Linked DNA regions of Oryctolagus cuniculus: region 1 is linked to region 2. The links are chromatin contacts, called in public Hi-C maps. All regions are on one chromosome and are shown on one strand. Each heading gives the region's core, a stretch centred on a gene start, on an enhancer-like site or on the middle of the called end of the contact. The rest is flanking DNA. Distances are from core to core; before and after follow the strand shown.

Region 1 (3,542 bases), core at 859-3,358, 40 kb before region 2:
GGCAACGCGGCTGGGGCGGTCAGGTGACCCGACAAAGGTCGCACACGTAGCAAGCGGCTGAGTCAGGACGTAAACCCGTTTCTGTCACTGCAGAGGAAATAGGGCTGCAGCCAGAGACAGAGAGAGAAAAGCCGACACCACCCCCGGCCCCAGCACACGCGGGAGAGGTGGCTGCTCCCAGCGAGCCAGTGCGGCAGCTCCCCCTGTGATCCTGTCCAGGGAGGGAGGATGTCCTAAGTTCTGCTGTTGTCAATGCCTAATAAGCCTGTCCTCTTAAATCTGCCCCTGGTATCTCTTCTACACACATACCGGACGCACCGACCGTGGGGAGTGTGGTCCTAAGTCACGTAGGCTGCAATGGAAAGCCAGCAACGCTGGACAGCTCGGGTGTGATGCTGATGAACCTACAAACACCGTAGGAAACCTGGGACTGGCGCTCGGTTCCCAGGGACCGGTTCCAGCTGAGCCTGCTGGTTAATCGGCTGCTCTCGGCCCCTCCACCGTCTCCGGTGCCTGTTTGAACGCAGGGAGTCTTCCCACCCCAGGTTTCTGTGACAGCGCCGCCAACCCAGTGTCCGTTTTGGCAATAAACAGAGGAGAGGAGCAGTGGGCATTTAGTCTGGCAGCTGAGACGGCCGTGTTCCACGGCTCCCGGCTCTGCCTCCTGACTCCAGCTTCCTACTAGCGAGCACCCCAGAGGGAGACAGCGGCGATGGCCCAAGGAACTGGTTCCCTGCACCCATGTGGGAGCCCTGGACTGCGGTCAGCCGACCTAGTCCCAGCCATTGTGGGCATTCGGGGGAGTGAATGAGCAGGCGGGAGCTAGCGCTCGCTCGCTCTTCTCTCTCTCTCTCTCTCTCTGCCTCTCAAGAGTGTCCTCTGCTGACATACTTTTTTGAAATAGAGATTTGATTTATTTGAAAGGCAGAGTTAAAGAGAAGGAGATCTTCCATCCGCTGGTTCACTTCCTAGATGACCAAATGGCCACGGCTGGGCCAGGAAAAAGCCAGGAGCCAGGAGCTTCTTCCCGGTCTCCCATGTGGGTGGCAGAGACCCGAGCACTTGGGCCACCTTCCGCTGCTTTCCCAGGCGCATTAGCAGGGAGCTGGATTGGAAGTTAAGCAGCCAGACTGGAAGCAGTGCCCTATGGGATGCTGGCGCTGCAGGCAGTGGCTTTACCGACTGCGCCACAGCGCCGGCCCCTGAGATACTTTTTTTTTTTTTTTTTTGATAGGCAGAGTGGACAGTGAGAGAGAGAGACAGAGAGAAAGGTCTTCCTTTGCCGTTGGTTCACCCTCCAATGGCCGCCGCGGCCGGCGCGCTGCGGCCGGCGCACCGCGCTGATCCGATGGCAGGAGTCAGGAGCCAGGTGCTTTTCCTGGTCTCCCATGGGGTGCAGGGCCCAAGCACCCGGGCCATCCTCCACTGCACTCCCTGGCCACAGCAGAGGGCTGGCCTGGAAGAGGGGCAACCGGGACAGAATCCGGCGCCCCGACCGGGACTAGAACCCGGTGTGCCGGCGCCGCTAGGCGGAGGATTAGCCTAGTGAGCCGCGGCGCCGGCCCCTGAGATACTTTTAATTCTGCGGTGGGGTGGGCAGAGGTCAGAGGGCAAATGAACGAAAATAAAGCGAAGCAGCTTTCGGTCTCCTTGCTGCTCTTCTCACTCCTGACTCTGCAAATCAATGTGGCTGCTCCAGCCCTGCCCTCTCAGCTCATCCCTCCCCTCAGAGAAGGAGAGCGGTCACTCAACAGACCAAGAAGGGAACTGTGGGCCCGTGGAGTCTGGCCCTCTGGCTCCCACACGGATTCCCTGGGGAGTGTGTGGGCACAGAGTTTAGACAGCAAGACAGACCCTAGCCTATGTGTGCAGGAGGCGCCAGAGAACTGGGGACTTTTAAGCTTTGTGCCGTGGAAGGCGGACCAATCCCAGAGGCAGACTGGCGAGCACACCCCACATCTGGACTCCTGACCCAGGACCCTGTTAGCTGGGGTTTCGCCCTCGCCCTGGGGCCGGCTGATGGGCGGTGACAGCATACGGCTGCGGTGCTGGGAGGGTTTTCCGGGAATCCGCATCCCGAAAACCCGCACGCTCGCTTTCCCAGAGGAGAGAGGGGGAGAGGAGGCACGGGGGAGCCGCGCTCGTGTCCACAGAAACTCCCGCCCGAGAGGCACCAGGTGCGCCGCTCTGCGCAGACCCGCCGGGACAGTCGGGCGCTCCCCGGACACCCGCCTCTGCGGCTCACGTGGGCACCCCGCGCGACCCGCTGGTCCTGACCCGGGCCACACCGCACCCCGGCCCCATCCACGAGGGCGCGGGCGGGACGGCAGAAGCGCGCGGCCGCCGCCACCGCCTTCTCGCCACGCCCTGGGCGCTGACTGTGGGCGGCTCCGCTCCCGGACCGGCGCCGGCCCGCATCCCGCACGCCCCCGGGAGCCTCCGGCCGGCCGTCGCCGCGGGGACACACCCCGGGGGAGGAGCCGCCTGCTCCGGGCGCAGCGCCGGCCGGCCGCGCGCTCGGCACCTGCCCACCCGGGGACCGACATGGCCCAGCAGCCTCGGTCCCGCGCGCTGGAGCCCGAGCACGTCCAGCAGCTGCTGCTCCGCTCCCGGGAGGCCAAGAAGTCGGCCTACTGCCCCTACAGCCGCTTCCCCGTGGGCGCCGCCCTGCTCACGGGCGACGGCAGGATCTTCTCGGGTAAGGACGGCGGCCGGCGCGGGGGCGGGGAGTCGGAGGGGGCCGGGCAGCGGCGGCGGAGAGAGCGGTGCAGCGCGTCCCCTCTTCGCGCGGACCCTCGGAAACTCAGCTGCTGCCCCGGGCCAGCGGCGAGCCTGGGGTGGCCAGGGAAGTTTGCAGCGAGACAGGAGGGGGCGGCCATGGATCTGGAGCATGGGCGGGGTTAATAGCTTCGTAGCCTGCTCTGTGATAGGCACTTTGCCAAGGTCTCCACAGAGCGTATCAGTAAATGTCCTGGCCTCCAACCCCTAACCTAGGTGTTGTGCCCATTTGTAGATGAACAAACTGAGGCCCCTAGAGGGGATATGACTTGCCCATGGTCAACCGGGACTGGAGTCCCCAAAGCGCTGCTTTCTTCTCTGCCTCAGTGGTGCTGGGGGATGCTGGAGGGGGGAAGAGGGCATCCAGGTGGGTCCCTGTCAGCGGGGTGTGGGCCTGGCCCAGGGTCTTGGGGTGCAGCCGTGAGTGACAGCCTGGGGAGCTGGGAGGGAAGGGACCCCTGAGCTGCTTTCCTTTGGTTTGCTGCTTTTGTTGAAAACCCAAATTCAAACTTGTTAAGCTTAGGGGCAGCCGTTCAGGACATCTGGGACATGGCGTGGGCGTGGCAGGACGCAGCCACAAGTGTCCAGTGTGTCGAGGTTCTGTCGGTGGCCTGGGTCTCAAACACCTTTGAGGGGGAGAAGTGCCCTTGACTGAGGGTCCCCTGTGAAAGGAAGGGGGTGGGTGCTGCTAGCCAGGGAGCCCTCAAGCCCCACAGGACAGAGAAGGAGGCCGAGGACCGAACGTGTCCAAGGTCCCGGGGCTG
Region 2 (3,503 bases), core at 819-3,318:
CAGGAGCTCGTCCCAGCCAGCCGAGTGGCCCTGGCCGGGGAGTACGGAGCGGTCACGCACAGGTGAGCGCCCCCCCCCCCACCTGGCCAGCTGAGTTCTTTGAGAGCCAAGTCATCGCCTGGGTCCCCGCACTCAGCGCGATGCCAGATGTGACACAGCAACAAATGTTTCCCGAATCATTTGATCAGGCGGGTTTTCAGTCGGGGGAGAATTTAGCTTGGCAAAGATTTCAGATCACGTGGCCCCAGCTGATGCAGATGGCGAATTCACATCAGAGCAGGGGAGAAAGGCCACTCGCAAATGCCCAGTTCCAAACGCGGGGGAAGTGGACGAGGCCCCAGACTCCTCCTAAGCGGTGTGCAGCGCCACCTAGTGGCTACGCCCGCTCGGGGCCCGTTGCACCAGCAGCTCCCTGCGCTGCCGGCACCAGAGTGCTGTGTCGTGCCAGAGTCCTGCGTGTGGGCAGAGCCCGGCCAGCGCAGCGCAGAGCAGAGCCAGTGTTGGCAGTGCCAGGGCAGCGTCTGCCCAGGTGCCCGGTAGGCCGTACGCTCCCTGCAGGGCCAGGCCACGCGGAGGGAGCGCGTGCTCCCTGTGGAGGGTGTTCTCAGCTGAGGGAAGAGCTGATTGGACGGTGCACGGCAGCCTGCAGGCCAGGCCGGCTCTGCAAATGCCGGCTGGGTCAGCGGCGCCCCCCAGGGAGCCGCGGGACAGCTGCGGTGCTGGTGACAGAGTGGAGGGTTGGCTTTCCCATCTCAGTCCCGTCAGGCGCAGGAAGACAGCGACGTGTGGGGATAGGCATGGAGAAGCCCTGTGGCCTGGAAGAGTCCCGGGTGGCTGAGTCCCTGCTGGGCCCCAGGAGCGTGGTGCTGCCGCCCTCCCCTCCCCAGCCCTCTGTGCAGGAAACAGCTGCCCAGGGCGGACGTGAATCCTCACTGCTGTGATGTCACCTGCCTGACGCCCCTCTGTCATTTCACAGCATGAATCGTCATCCAGCCCCCCCCCCAGATTGATTTTCACAGAGTTGCAGAGAAGGGGGGAGTCAGAGAGTCTTCCATCTGCTGGTTCATTCCCCAGACGGCTGCCATGGCCAGCACTGGGCCGGAGCGAAGCCAGGAGCCCCCTCTGGGTCTCCCACAAGAGTAGGGACCCAAGCACTTGGGCCATCTTCCACTACTTTCCCTGGCACATTAGCAGAGAGCTGGATCGGAAATGGAGCAGCCAGGACTTGAACTGGCACCCACATGGGATGCCAGCGTCACAGGTGGTGGCTTTGCCCACTGTGCTACAATGCCAACCCACCATGTAGTCTTTTTTTTAATATTTATTTATTTATTTGAAAGGCAGAGTTACAGAAAGGCAGAGAGAGAGAGAGAGATCTTCTGTCCGATTGTTCACTCCCCAGATGGCTACAACAGCCAGAGCTGCGCCAGTCTGAAGCCAGGAGCCATAGCAGAGAGTTAGATCAGAAGTGGAGCAGCTGGGTCTCGAACTGGCGCCCATATGGACGCCAGCAGGCTGCAGCTTTATCTGCTACGCCACAGCCAGCCCCCCACCATTTAGTCATAAATCAGACGTCTTTGTAGATTCGCTGCCGTCCGGCTGTGCCATAGGCGCATATCCATGGAGTGCAGGACGGCTGTGGCGGGAGCAGCTCTGCCCCACAAGCCCCCGGGAGTGTCCCCTGCCTGCACCTCCTAGGAGCCCCCCGCGAGGTGCACCTCCTGCTTCTCCGTCATCCGTCTGCACTTACCCCTCCACTCCGCCAAGCTGCCCCAGGACGGACGGCTCCTGACGCAGCAGCTTAGCACGTGCGTGGCCGCACCCCCCACCGACTCCCATGTTACTGTAGACCCATTGCCCTTGGAGCAGGCACCCGTCCTGGGGGCTGGTGCCCGGCAGGCAGCCCCTGGGTCTCGGCCAGGATGTCAGCTGGGCTTCCTGGAGCAGGAGTGGCAGGCAGGCAGCTGACATCCCTGCTGCTAAGTGCATCTGTGCCCGCCAGTCCTCCCACAGAGGCGGCGCTGGAGCCTGGAATAGGTCAGCTCAGGCCAGGTCCCTGCCTTAACCATTGCACAGTGAAGTCAGTGGGGCCCTCCCCTGCTGCACCACGGTCGCCTGGGCGGGGACTCCCCGGCCTGCTAGCACCTTGTCTGTGCTGCGTGACAGCTAACAGGTGACCCTAGGCACTTGACACCCCTCAGCGGCCTCAGTGTACCAGCTGGCCAAGGGCTGGCTCAGGGGGCAGACCTGGAATCCACACCAGGCAGTCTGATTCCAGGCCTCTTGCCCACTGTGTTCTGCCCTGGGAAGCAGAGCCGGGCAGTGGGCAGGGGGCCGCAGGGTGGCCTGGACATCACCGTGTGTTCCCCACCGTCGTGGCGGGTACTAAATCTACAAAAATGTTTGATGGAGGAGTAGTGGATGGAGTGCCGGAGCTTGCCGTGGCCTCAGGCTGTTTCCTTTCTTTCTGTCCTGTCTGGTCCTGGCCACTCGGCCCAACAGAAAATCCAAGGGACGTCCCAAGTGGCTGGCCCCTCACCCCAACATCATCCGGGTTTTCCGCGCCTTCACCTCGTCTGTACCACTGCTGCCGGGGGCCCTGGTCGACTACCCTGACGTGCTGCCCCCACGCCTCCACCCTGAGGGCCTGGGCCACGGACGGACGCTGTTCCTCGTCATGAAGAAGTGAGTGGCGGGCCCGGCAGGCCCCAGGGCGCCCCTGCGGGAGGACGGCCGTGCAGAGGGACAGGGCTGCCTGGGGAGCTGTTCCCTTTGGGGTGGCCGTCATGGAAGAAAGCTCCTGGGTGACTGTCCCTGCTCTGTGGCTGGCCTTCCCCCCCTCACCCTCTGTCCCGCCCAGCGATGCTGTAATGGGCTTCTCAGTGACCGCGTGAGCCCAACATCCTAAGTTCCATGTGGGGGCGGGACAGAAGGACAGCTCGGGGAAGGGGAAGAGGGGAGGCGGAGCCTAACGGTGATGTGCCCTCGGCACCAGCTACCCCTGCACCCTGCGCCAGTACCTTCGCGTGAACACCCCGAGCCCCCGCCTGGCCACGGTGATGACCCTGCAGTTGCTGGAGGGCGTGGCTCACCTGGTGCAGCAGGGCATCGCACACAGAGACCTGAAGTCTGACAACATCCTCGTGGAGCTGGACGCAGGTGGGCGCAGCGGGGATCTGCAGGCATGGGGAGCCCCCGGGGCCCCCCTGTTCAGCCCTCTGGGGAACAGACACCCATCGAGGCCTCGCCAACACAGGGCGGGGGGCGGGGCACGCCAGTCACTGACCTCTGCCCACTTTGTCTTCCTAGACGGCTGTCCCTGGCTGGTGATCACCGACTTCGGCTGCTGTCTGGCTGACGAGCACGTCGGCCTGCAGCTGCCGTTCACCAGCTGGTACGTGGATCGGGGCGGCAACGGCTGCCTGATGGCTCCGGAGGTGAGTCCCGCCGTGTGCCCTCGGCGTCACCGGTTCCCACCGAGTGACCGGGCGAGACCCGAGCCC

The links. A called contact is a pair of places that touch in the nucleus more often than the background predicts.
Region 1: a Hi-C map of liver shows a contact between it and region 2, with 3 times the contacts expected there. The contact joins the promoter of CDA here to the enhancer-like site in region 2. A contact is called at or near these places in 2 of 6 Hi-C or Micro-C datasets (liver and an unstated tissue).

Annotation. Positions count from the first base shown.
Region 1 is chr7:150,170,004-150,173,545 of mOryCun1.1, reverse strand. CDA (cytidine deaminase) reads left to right here and starts at 2,108. Exons shown (of 4, transcript XM_051858024.2): 1 at 2,108-2,698. The coding sequence starts at 2,545.
Region 2 is chr7:150,130,421-150,133,923 of mOryCun1.1, reverse strand. PINK1 (PTEN induced kinase 1) reads left to right here. Exons shown (of 8, transcript XM_008265769.4): 3 at 1-62; 4 at 2,503-2,685; 5 at 2,996-3,159; 6 at 3,310-3,437. Among named protein-coding and RNA genes, the nearest start is that of PINK1, 9.9 kb to the left of the region's middle. Within about 2 kb of position 2,068, at least 1 of the 8 cell types and tissues checked has an H3K27ac peak or open chromatin away from gene starts, as enhancers often do.